Regions from separate parts of the Arabidopsis thaliana genome. Here region 2 is linked to region 1. Evidence: chromatin contacts called from public ChIA-PET data. All regions are on one chromosome and are shown on one strand. The core of a region is the stretch at or near the end of the contact, and the rest is flanking DNA. Distances in the headings are between cores, read along the strand shown.

Evidence for each region. ChIA-PET counts read pairs in DNA pulled down with a chosen protein or histone mark.
Region 2: a contact with region 1 is called in an H3K4me3 ChIA-PET map of shoot, with 11 read pairs. The contact joins the promoter of NF-YC9 here to the promoter of AT1G08890 in region 1. A contact is called at or near these places in 7 of 26 Hi-C or Micro-C datasets (callus, cotyledon, leaf and 2 more), 1 of 2 datasets of contacts at active chromatin or transcription factors (shoot) and 1 of 3 other capture datasets (root).

Annotation. Positions count from the first base shown.
Region 1 is chr1:2,845,029-2,850,953 of TAIR10.1, reverse strand. It overlaps AT1G08890 (Major facilitator superfamily protein), which reads right to left and starts at 2,805. Exons shown (of 18, transcript NM_100761.4): 1 at 2,449-2,805; 2 at 2,155-2,217; 3 at 1,954-2,043; 4 at 1,765-1,824; 5 at 1,601-1,666; 6 at 1,429-1,494; 7 at 1,269-1,344; 8 at 1,094-1,158; 9 at 910-1,002; 10 at 737-817; 11 at 393-477; 12 at 232-275; 13 at 77-139. The coding sequence starts at 2,580. H2AXA (Histone superfamily protein) reads left to right here and starts at 2,854. Exons shown (of 2, transcript NM_100760.5): 1 at 2,854-3,484; 2 at 3,589-4,060. The coding sequence starts at 3,278. The coding sequence ends at 3,810. It overlaps BON3 (Calcium-dependent phospholipid-binding Copine family protein), which reads right to left. Exons shown (of 16, transcript NM_100759.4): 12 at 5,748-5,885; 13 at 5,430-5,594; 14 at 5,202-5,315; 15 at 5,016-5,112; 16 at 4,604-4,922. The coding sequence ends at 4,816. AT1G08870 (a tRNA gene) reads left to right here and starts at 4,346; the gene lies at 4,346-4,418.
Region 2 is chr1:2,879,223-2,885,147 of TAIR10.1, reverse strand. It overlaps NF-YC9 (nuclear factor Y, subunit C9), which reads right to left and starts at 2,657. Exons shown (of 3, transcript NM_179288.3): 1 at 2,462-2,657; 2 at 1,300-2,007; 3 at 806-1,117. The coding sequence starts at 2,004. The coding sequence ends at 1,309. It overlaps CAX11 (cation exchanger 11), which reads right to left and starts at 5,642. Exons shown (of 2, transcript NM_100767.6): 1 at 4,575-5,642; 2 at 2,914-4,035. The coding sequence starts at 5,450. The coding sequence ends at 3,271. AMI1 (amidase 1) reads right to left here and starts at 797. Exons shown (of 9, transcript NM_100769.4): 1 at 581-797; 2 at 347-499; 3 at 90-214. The coding sequence starts at 693. AT1G08950 (a tRNA gene) reads right to left here and starts at 5,845; the gene lies at 5,774-5,845.

The DNA of each region.
Region 1 (5,925 bases), core at 1,556-4,055:
CAAACCACAAATAAAATATTTATCTAGGGAAATCAATTACGCAAATTATATATAACGAAGGTAATGAAATGATTACCATCAAAAGTGGTCGGCGTCCACATCGGTCGACGGCAAACATGACAATAATAGATTGCGGTACCTAAAAACAAGAATAAGTTGTAGTGAAAATGTGAAATACTATATTTTCGATTATAAAATGTTAAATACTAAAAAGACAATGTTTTGATTTACCAAAATAACTGCAAGGATGGATGTTCCTATGTCGCTTGGAAAACCTAAATACCCAAGACAATATATTCAAAAATCGTGAGATGAAATGCGATACAAAATCAAACAAGATATGACATGCCAATGATTTTTTTTTTTTTTTTTTTTTTTAAATCATGGTTTACCGGCTGTGTCGAAAATACGAGCAGCATAAGCACTTATCGCCGAACTCCCACAAAATTGTTGCAAGAGCATTAGGCCCAATCCAATCTAATCGTTTTCAACGAATTAATAAACAAACAAAAACAAATTAATCTTTATTTATTTCACTAAACAAGTTAAAACATTTTTTTCCGTTAGGACTTGGGAGTATTTCATTCATACGTATAGGCAGAATGTTAGATCTACATACGCATAAATACATGTCTATCTGTTTATTAAGTTGATCATCAATAGGTCACAAAACTAGATAAGAACTCGATCTCTTCTAAATTATTTGTATAAATGATAGGTATTTGATGAGACTTACGATTAACGGATGTGCGTTTTTCATATTGAACAAATCTTTTAGTCCACTTCGAGATTCTCTTCTAGAGGTTTCCACTGTTTCCTGTTTCACATTTTAAACCGAATTAATAGTTAACCAAAATACGTATATGTTAGCCAAAGTAGTAGTAGTATTTTCGGAACAAACAATAATACTCTGATTTCAGCTGCTTCTTCGAGAATATCACCATTTTCTCCTCTTAGCCTCTTCAAAGTAACCTCAAGCTCTCGTTCTCTACCATACATAGCCTAAGATGAACATTAATATGTAGACTGTACCTTTTAAATATAATATTACCAATTAAACAAATAAAAAACAAACTTTAAGTGTGTGAATTACCAGCCATCTAGGTGATTCAGGAATAAAAAATAAACATATCATTTGGATACCACATGGGATTGCACCTAGTCATAGATTGAAAATCAAGAATAAGTTAAATAATGTGAATTAAGTACACACATTATAATTTTTTATGATTTGAGATATAGTTCATTTAGAGAAAAAATATAGTTACTTAAAAGAGCTAATGTTCTCCAATGAAAAAAGTTTCCGGTGAAGAACATGAGCGATATCCCAAAACTTTGTAGAAGCTGCAAGTTCAAACGCAAGATAACAATAATAAATTAAATATTCTGAAATTATAAGCTGTTTGATATAATTTGTTTCATTCTTACTTGATTGGAAAAAGAGAATCCTCCACGAAATGCTTTGGGCGTAATTTCTGCTATATATACAGGAACCTATTTGTTTTGATCAAATCAAATGGTGTAAAACGAAATTACTATATCAACACTTTATAAAAGTAACAAATAATTTGTTTTCAAAACAGATGATAAAGTTAATTACCACATAACTAATGAGACCAACCCCAAACCCCAAGAAGCCTCGACCAATATTTAACAGCATTTTATCCTTGAAAATAAACCACAGCAAATGAAATGTTAACTTTATTAAAAAATACTAAACTTGTGAAAAATAAATTTAAAAGATGGAGATTTGGAGAAACAAACATGTGCAAAGGCTACAGCGAGCCAACCAAAGATGCAGAAAACATCCGCGATCCACATTGTCTGCGATCAAAGAGATGAACAAATCATAACGTGTATATTACGTCATCTTAGAAGGTCCTACAATATCAAAAACAAAAAAAAAAAAACAGTGGCATAATAACATTTGAATACGAAACAAAATTTAATTACCTGTCGACGACCAATAACTGCAGCAATTTTTCCACTAAACGCGGCCGTAATCATTCCTCCCAATGTCATTACCGATGTGAAAAACGAATACTGGCCAAAATATAAATAGACCATTATTTTAGTAAATTAGGAGTAATAATTGATTATCGATGTAAAAAATAAAATTAGTTATTGATTTGGTCACACACATGGATGACTTACATCTGCAACGGAAAGTCCCAGTTCTTCCATGATTTTGGACTGAGCAGGCGATGAATATGACATCTTCAAATTATGATAGTGCACAAAATTAGGCCACAAGTTGACATCAACTCAAAATCACATAATATTCAAATAACAATTTTGAGACAAAACAGCTATTGAACAATTACCAAATTCAAAACAGATTTTGATTAAAAAAATAAAAATTCCAATCTGAGGCATGTTAGTTGAGATCCATGAGGAACACTAGAAAACCAAATGAAAGAAAAGGAAAGAGTGATGATGAAATCTCACAGCGCAGCCATAAACGAAAGAGCCAGTGACAGCGACGGAGGTACTAAGAAGAAGACCACAAGTGATGGAAGAAGAGCTTCTTGCTTCTTCTTGATTATTCACCAGAGGTGTTTTCATACTTCCAGATTCCATCTTCTTTTGTTCCTTCTCCTAATTGCTTTTCCCTGTATTTCTCTGTTCTTTAATAGTCTTCACTCTTGAAGCTTGTATTTGGCAGTGACTCATTGGTCGTGTCCCATGTGAACAACTGTTATAGATATTTGTTGACTATATATAGTAAGATAATAGAAATCTCTTTATGTCGGCTATCGTATAAATTATTGATTTATTCTTGTTGCTTGATCAATAAAGGTTACATCATAGAACTAAAATCATATGAAACCGAATCGATCAACCCTGGCCATCTTTTAAATAACCATCAATACATTGGGATGATCAATCCACAATAAATGTATTGATGTAAATTAAAAATATGAACTTGTAACAGATCAAGATTCAGGGTCTAAAATTATAGAAAGCTTAATAATGGAGGACTATTTCACTAAAATCACTTTTCGTTTGTACATTATTTTCAAAAAGTAAAAGGAGATGTACGAACCATAGATCACATAATAATTGAAAGGGTAGATGATCTGCCACGTTGGCAATCCGTGTGATCTAAAGTCTAACAAATCACAATCAATCTTAGTAGCCTATACATATAGAGAAGAGCAAAACCCTAAAGCCCACTCATCTTCTCAATTCCCAGATCATCTACAATAGTCATTTCTCTTCGATTTCTTCAAACTCTCATCAAATCGTTTATCTGTTCTAAATTTCGAAGAAGACGATGAGTACAGGCGCAGGAAGCGGAACAACCAAAGGTGGCAGAGGAAAGCCAAAGGCCACCAAATCCGTCTCTCGATCATCTAAAGCCGGTCTTCAATTCCCCGTCGGAAGAATCGCTAGATTCCTCAAATCCGGTAAATACGCCGAGCGTGTCGGTGCCGGAGCTCCGGTCTATCTCTCCGCTGTTCTCGAGTACCTCGCCGCCGAGGTAATTTATTTTTCTTGTCTTCCAATTTGGTTTTCAATTTCGATTTGGTCACATCTGAATTGGATCTTGTACTGATTTGATTTTGATTTGGTTTGGGTTGATAGGTGTTGGAGCTGGCGGGAAACGCAGCAAGGGATAACAAGAAGACACGTATAGTACCAAGACACATTCAGCTTGCAGTGAGGAACGATGAAGAGTTAAGCAAACTTCTGGGAAGTGTGACGATTGCGAATGGAGGAGTTTTGCCAAATATTCATCAGACTCTTTTGCCATCCAAGGTTGGCAAGAACAAAGGAGATATTGGATCTGCTTCTCAGGAGTTCTGAGGTTCTTAGACTTCTTAGTTCAGTTCTCTTGTTTGGATTCGGAACTTGTAAAATAGACCCTGATGGTGTTTTTTGGGGATCAAATTAGGTTTTAAAGCTAAGTATATTTGGCTTTTGCCTAAGTATGTTTAATTAGTGAATGATATGATATTTCGGAACGAATCATGTATCAATGGAACTGAATTAATCGATATATCAACCCAGAAACATTTTGAAACACAAACTATGCATACTTGATTCTTTATTGCAGATACATGCAACTCATGGAGCCTAATACTAAACATTGCTTTGATCATGTTTCAATTTAACCAGACTCATTTTTTAATTCACCCAGGGAGTAAAACTCATTAGGTTTTGGGCCTAACTGCCTCAGTCATGGTAATCCTGAATTAACTTCACTAAGTTACCCTCATCTGTTGGTTCGCACCTGAATTAGCTCGCTAAATTACCTTCATCTGCAGTTTTTTTTGCTTACCAAGAATCGAGTTCTTGAAAATTGTTATAATAAAGATAAGCGCAGAACACTTAACAAAATGGGGATGTAGCTCAAATGGTAGAGCGCTCGCTTTGCATGCGAGAGGCACGGGGTTCGATCCCCCGCATCTCCAATCTAATTTTTCCAAAAATATTAATTGCCTAATTTTGAAATCATGTGTCAATTGAGAATCCCATGTTTTTTTTTGTTTTCCTTCGTTAATAATGCAAAGCTCAACAGCGTCTATCTGAAAGACGGCAAATAATTTAACATTTTCATATATTACCAACGTATCTACTTTGATGCGTCAGACCGTCAGTGGTTTATATCATGTTATTGTGATGCAAACAAGCTAAAATATATATACATTTCGCAAATTCTGTTCTGTTTTTTGTTTCTTTCTTTCTAACAAACCTTACGGTTTAAATCCAACCTAAGTAAATTGAGAACATGATGATAACTATGGTAATAAGGTGACACCAAAATAATTCTATGCAAGAAAAAACAGAGACTAGACTATGCTGCTGAACTCAAATTGCTGGAGCTCCGATCGGATTAATCTTTCTCGAACGGACATAGGTCAGAAACTGGCCGGGAAGTTCTTCTAGAAGTGCCTGCACCACCGACACTAGTCCACCTGCAACCCCACCAAATTAAACATTTACTACCAATCCAAAACGCATCTAAACACTTTACACTATCCGTTGTACATAAGGAATTTAAAACTCACTATGGATGTCTTTCATAGGGACAAATTGAACGATGTCCCGTGTAGCTATTCGACCAGTAGAACTCTCTAACCGCCGACCATTATCAGCATCAAGCATCTGAAATATTTACAAGGTCAAGTCACTGCATGTTTACTATTTGCAAAGAGACAGATATAAAACCTAACTTGACAAAACAAAACTTGTACCTCCATTTGTTTGAAGTCTGTGTTTCCCACACCGACGATAAGAACTGACAACGGGAGATCAGAAGCTCTCACTAATGCATCTACTGTACCCGCCATGTCTGTAAGGACTCCATCCTGTTCACACATCCATTTTTTTTGTCATTGAAGCTATAGATTTACTAGTAACAGATGCACATTCGATCTGAACTGGGCCAAAGTCATTACGTATCTGAATGTTCAGTCTCTTACCGTAATGATGAGCAGAACAAAGTACTTGGGACTGTTTTGTGAGAGTGACTGTGAAGCAGTATGAGCAGCCTTGTCGACCACATTGCTAAATAGAGTTGGTCCTGCTAGAGAAACATTGCGAAGAGCACTCGCATAAGCTACCATGATTCCTTCAACTCCAACAACCTGAAAACGAAAAGAGAATATGAAGCAATGTGAAACTTAACATGCAGTTTTGAGAATGCAATGTTTCATGGTTTTCAAATAATGGACACCAGTATGCACACAATATCAGCTCCAATAATAAAGGGAGATAACAGTTTCTGTCTCGTAAGTTACCTCGTCGCCATATGATGCTCCATTCAAGTTAAAAGCATGGGACACAGAACCATCCGATGTTCTTCCTCCAAACCCCCAGGCAGGAAACCGCTTATCAGAATCATAAAACTGGATGACCTCTCCTACTTCCATAATAGCCTGGAAAAAAACAGAAGCCAAATTATGTTTATACATACAA
Region 2 (5,925 bases), core at 1,408-3,907, 34 kb before region 1:
GATTGATCAAAAACCAATTAGACAGGGAAGAAAAATACTTTATGATCAGTAGTATGGTTACAACTTTTGGCAATTTTTCTTCAGCTCACCAATAGAAAAATCCACAAGACGAGCAGCTACAGCTACGGCTGAGCCACTCGATGATCCCCCAGGCACTCTATCGAAAGCAATCGGGTTTCTCGGAGTCCCATAATGCGCATTTTCTCCGTTTATACTGCATATTAAGTAAGAACATGCTCAGAAAAAACGTAACAAACCTAGTCATATTTTAGTTCTAGCCTCTGTTATGACATATCCTGTTTCTTAAAACATGAACTCCTAAACCAGAAAAGATGTGAAATTGAACCTGTAAGCCATTTCATCCATAATGGTAATACCCAAAGCTGTGGCACCAGCTTCTAAGAGAGATGAAACTACTGGAGCTGTAGAAGTAGCTGCCGAGTGTGTCCTTAACCAATCCGGGTTACCAAAACCGGTAACGCGTCCTTCCACATCAAAACTGATCAAACCAAGCAATAAGCTCAAAAATTGATTGACAAGAAAGTATAGAAGAAACTCTGTAAGTAGTTGGATATCTTACATGTCTTTAATGGCGAAAGTAAGACCCTGTAGAGAAGGAGGCGACGAGGAAGTAGAAGTTGGAGAGATTGTAACTTTCTCAATGAAAGCTCCAAAATCATTATTGGTCGCCATTGATGCAGCTCCCTTTCTGAGAAGGTAGATGACGACCAAGTAACGCTTCTTGTAGATAAAAGCTATCACATTATTAACGCGGCTACAGTGGCCAAGTCATTTTCTATTTTGTCTTTTCCTTAATATTATTGTCCTTTTGTTTTAAATATCCAATGAGATACATTTTGTGGATAATAACTTAATATGTGTGATAAAGACACAGAAATTAACATTCAAATAAAAAAACTTTTGTCAAAAGCACACTTGTTTCTTACAGTTTATACATTCTTCTTTCTGGTTCATCCCTAAATTTCTCGTTTAGAAAAGGATCGATAGACATAAACACTTTAGATTCTTCTACAACACCCAATTTGACAATTCTGATATGTTCTTTTCATTTTCTTGTCTAAGGTCTCCCTCCTTTCACCTGGACGAGACTAGAACGCTGCAGGGAGAAAAGCGAATACACTATCACATTTTTACTTCAATAAGATAAGAATACCAAAACTGACATAGTACCAAACTGAGACGATACTGAAATAAGTTATACAAAGGTTACCATTATTCGAAAACAGAAACAAAACCCCAAGACTACAAGGTAGGCCTAAAAGAAGCTGGAAGACTCACAGTTTCTTGCTAATTTTCCTGGTCAGGTTGGTCAGGTGCCTGTTGTTGCCACATTGGTTGACCCATATAAGGATTAGGTGGATACGCACCACCGGGATTACCCATAACCATTCCCGGATTTCCTATTGGAGCAGTTCCTGCAGGCAAGTATCCATACGGGTAACCAGCAGCAGCAGCTTCCGGGACAGTGCCCCTCGGAATACTTCCCAAGACTTCATCTCGGAGATCCTCCCGGGGAACAATATCCACAAGGAAATCAAAAATATCGGTTCTAGTCACAGCAGCAGCAATATCGTTCTTCTGCAACGTCCGCCTCTTATTCTCCTCAGTGTGGTTCCACGACCTGAGTGTCAGCTCCAGGATGAACATCTCACAGGCCCTTGCAAACACGACAGGCGCCTCAGCCGAGATCATACGGACATCTTCATCCGCTTTCATGATTTTCTTGATTCTCGCAAGGGGAAGGCTGTGGTTCTTGAAATCGGTAGTCTTCTCAATCTCTTTGAATTGGTTCTCCCAAAATGCTTGAAGCTGCTGTGCCAGCTGTTGCTGCTGCTGCTGCTGATGGATCTGGTGGAACGCCAGCTGGCCTGGTTGTGCCGCACCTCCTGCTACAGTAGCAGCAGTGGTGCTCATCGGGTTGGTTTGGTATGGGTTTGTGCCATAGTTCATAGCTCCAGACTGTCCATGGTCTTGTTGATCCATTCACTACCAGAATAAAAAAACAGAACTTTGGGATTCATTCTAAGCTCTTAAGAAACATCTGACCAGAATTTTAAAGAAATGTGAAGGAGATAAGGTTGCTAACAAACAATTTACATAAATAAGAATCTGCTGAATTTACTTTATATATGGTCTAATCTGTAATTCTAGATTAACCTTGAAGATCTAAACAGCAATAAGTATGAAAATTGAGCTTCGAATTAAAAGACAATACATCAACCTACTTATTCCAACCCATAAATTTGATAAGGAAAACAGGAAAATATCGAAAGGGATTGCCTTTAATTTCCTTCAAAATAGACAGAACAAAGAATCTGCTAACACAGAACAACTAGAATTGTTCCTACAACACCAAGCATATTATTTTATCATGTGAATTCCACAATATATAAGTAAGAACAAGTCAAATTGAAAAAAAGAATCTGCAAACGAGAGTGACCTGTGGAAAGGAGAATCTGAAGGGGAAGAGACTGGTTGATCCTCTTGGTGGGTAGAGAGAGTTTTAAGATCTGGTTTTTTTGTGTTAATTTGTTGTGATTTTATTAGGGTTTTGCTGCTTTACCCTTTTTTCGACTTTAACAATGAGGAGGAATTTAGAAAGACAAGGGGAAGTAAGTGGAAAGAGCTTTAAAAGCTGGGTGTCGTGTCAACCATTGGGCTTATGTCAAGATTCTTCTGCTCTTGTCAGATCATGATTTGTTTTATCTCTTACATTAATTAATTCATTTTTATTATCTTCTTAGGATTTAATTGGCAACCTTTAATTATCTTCTTTGGAGGTTCAAATTTCACAAGTAGTTTTGTTGTATCACAACATATTTGGCATTCACAGAGAATCAAATCACATAAAAAAGAACCAGAATCAACATTTTGTTCTGCTCTAATACACATTCTAGGATCAATGAAGTATTTCTCATTAATATCAAAAGAATACAAATGTGTGGTTTATACATATATAACAGACCCAAAAAAACAAGACCAGTACAATCAATGGAAAAGTAAACCAGATGGGGGAGTCAAAATCTTCTCCCAAAGCACATATATTTTACCATCACCTATCTACCAAACTTTACTAATCTGGCTCGGACGATCACAAGAACTTTTTGTGGGATTCGAAGATTACTGGTCTGGCGGTGGCCATCAGCTGAGCTCAAAATTTTGGCAATTCCCTTCTAGACAACAAAAATTCCTAAACAATGAACCCTGGTTGACCCTAGATTATTCAATGTGCAGACTTCACGCATATGATCAGGTTGAAACGCTGGCGATGATCAAACTAACAAATGTGAAAGCAACATACAGTCCAACAAGACAGATCCCCCAGAATCTCGGAACTCGGAATCTAGACCAGGTTATTACCAACAGAGATCCCATTAGACTAAGCAACAAGAAGACGAAAGCTATCACAATACCTACATGGAATCCAAGTTTGTAAGCGTCTGGATATACATTAGCTGTTTGCATCACCAAGGCCGATCCAAGTCCAACAAGCATGTTAAACATTGGACCTGCAAAACAACCGGCCATAGCCATTGCTGGTCTACCTGCCTTTGCAACTGCCACGTCAGCAACTAGGTCACCAACCGAGTTTCCCCAAGCAAGAACGGTTAGGCCAAGGAGCGCCGGAGGCAGTTTAAGGAGGGTTCCAAGCGCAGCCAAGCAGTTAAGGAGCTCACCAGCAATTGTTGATATCCAGAAAACACTCATTATGAAAGCTACAACAATGACCGGCAGTTGCTCGGTTTTTGGTGGTTGTTTTTCTACTGTGAAGTGGAGGAACGCTAGGGAAGACGTCATGAAGAGGACAACAAGCCAAAGCGGGAGATGGGTGTTTGGAAAGAGGAATGAAATTGGGTGGTTTAGTTGTACAAAAGAGTTGCAAGTGTATAAAAGGGCAAAAGGGCAGAAAACAATGTTGGCAGAGCGATAAAACCTAGACCATTCCGAAGGAGAAGGTTTTGGGATGGTAAGGTTCAAAAGAACTGATACAGGAGTTTCCCACATCCTCGAGATCTGCAATCACAGCAGCAAAAGCAGAATCAGACAACCTTCACTAAACTTATTTCAAACTTAAATGCAGTCTAACAGAAAAAATATAGTAACCTGGATAAGATCCAAACAGGTAAACTCCTTTAGAGTCGAATTCACCAAAGGAATACATATCATAGAGAGACTTGATTAACGAGTCTTGACCAGTTCCCAATCCTAAACCCTACGAAATTCTCTCAAACTCATTTTGCCCAACTTCTTTCTAACATGTTAGCTCTCTAGCTAACCGATCTAACGATTGCTCCTGAGCTGTCAACACAGCTACAATCCAGTTGAAAACGCCTAAGCAAGTGAAAATGCTCATTCACTAGACTAACACAGAGACTTATCATAACCTTAGAGTACACTAAGAAGAAAACAGGAAGCAAATTAAAACCTTTAAACGCATAATCTAAACTAAACAATATCGGAGTTCACAATTGGTAGCTGAATATGATACTACCATAAAATTCCAGCATTATGATCGATAAACAAAGCTCAAAGATGAGTGAAGAAGAATTTACCGTTCCATAAAGCCGAAAAATTCCTGAAAATTGATGTTCTTTCTCTGCTTTATAACTCCCAAGAGAACCTGCGGCAATCTCACAATCCTGAAGTCTCAACAAATCCTTCTCTTCCTCACTGATACTTTTCCCTTTCTCAACATTGGTACCAAAATCCATCCAGAAGACGAAACCAACGAAGAATATATAAAACCCAACGAACCCTATAGCTTGCCACACAAATATCTCACCACTCAAGTACACATAGAACAAGAACAAAGCAGCAATCAAATAAAAAAGCACATCTCTGACAAATGACGCAGCATCCACCGGAAACGGCGCTGCATAGATCGCAACGAACCCAACTACAAAGGCAGAGACGAAAGTTCCAGCGGATAAGATAGCTCCGAATCCGGTTCGATACTGACCACCACGCAAGGCGGCAACAGAGGCAAAGACATCAGGTGCGCCATTACCTAAGGCTAAAAGAGTCACAGCAGCCATGCTTGGAGAGAGATTGAGACGATCGGCGAGCTTTGTAGTGACGGTGGAGAAATGAGTCTGAGCGGTTTTAATGAGTATGTAAAAGTGAAGAAGAATGAGAAGAGACAATATTGGGATCGAGAAGAATAGGTTTTCGTTGAAGATACAGTAATGGAGGGAGAAATAGTTGATGACGCCGCCATTATCGTGGGATCTAGAGGAGACACAAGAGGATTTGGGATTAACGATTGAGCTACTGTTCGTAGTGATTTGGGAGTCATCGAGAAGAGAACGAAGAGGATGATCCGGGAAAGTGGGAATGGTGGTTGTAGTGAGGAAGAAGAAGATGAGAATGGAGATTAGGGTTAAACACAGAGCTGAGTTTCCAATTGTTGAAGAAGAAATCAATTCCATGCCATTCAGATTCAGGTTTCAAAATCTAACAACAGCCAAACCAAGTTTTTAGTTTTAGAGATTTCAGCATCTGATTCGCTGATACTGTTATAGCATCTGATTTGAGTATCGCTGAGAGATCTGATTGTCCCATGTTAAAAATAAAAAAGTTTCTTTTTTTCAATGTGAACCAAAATAAGTCAATTAGTCATTGATTTTCATAAACTTGGTAATTTAATAATGTTTACACGAATTCCTTTGTAATCATTTCCTCATTTTCAAGACAAAGATACGTCATTTACGCTAATCTGCTCAGAATTTTTAAAAATAATAACGTTTATAAAGGGGCGTTCCGAGAATTGAACTCGGGACCTCTCGCACCCTAAGCGAGAATCATACCACTAGACCAAACGCCCTTTTTGTTTACCATATCATCTTAAATTTTAATAAATTTATACACCAATGGGTAAACCAGAATAAACCGATATCCAAATGT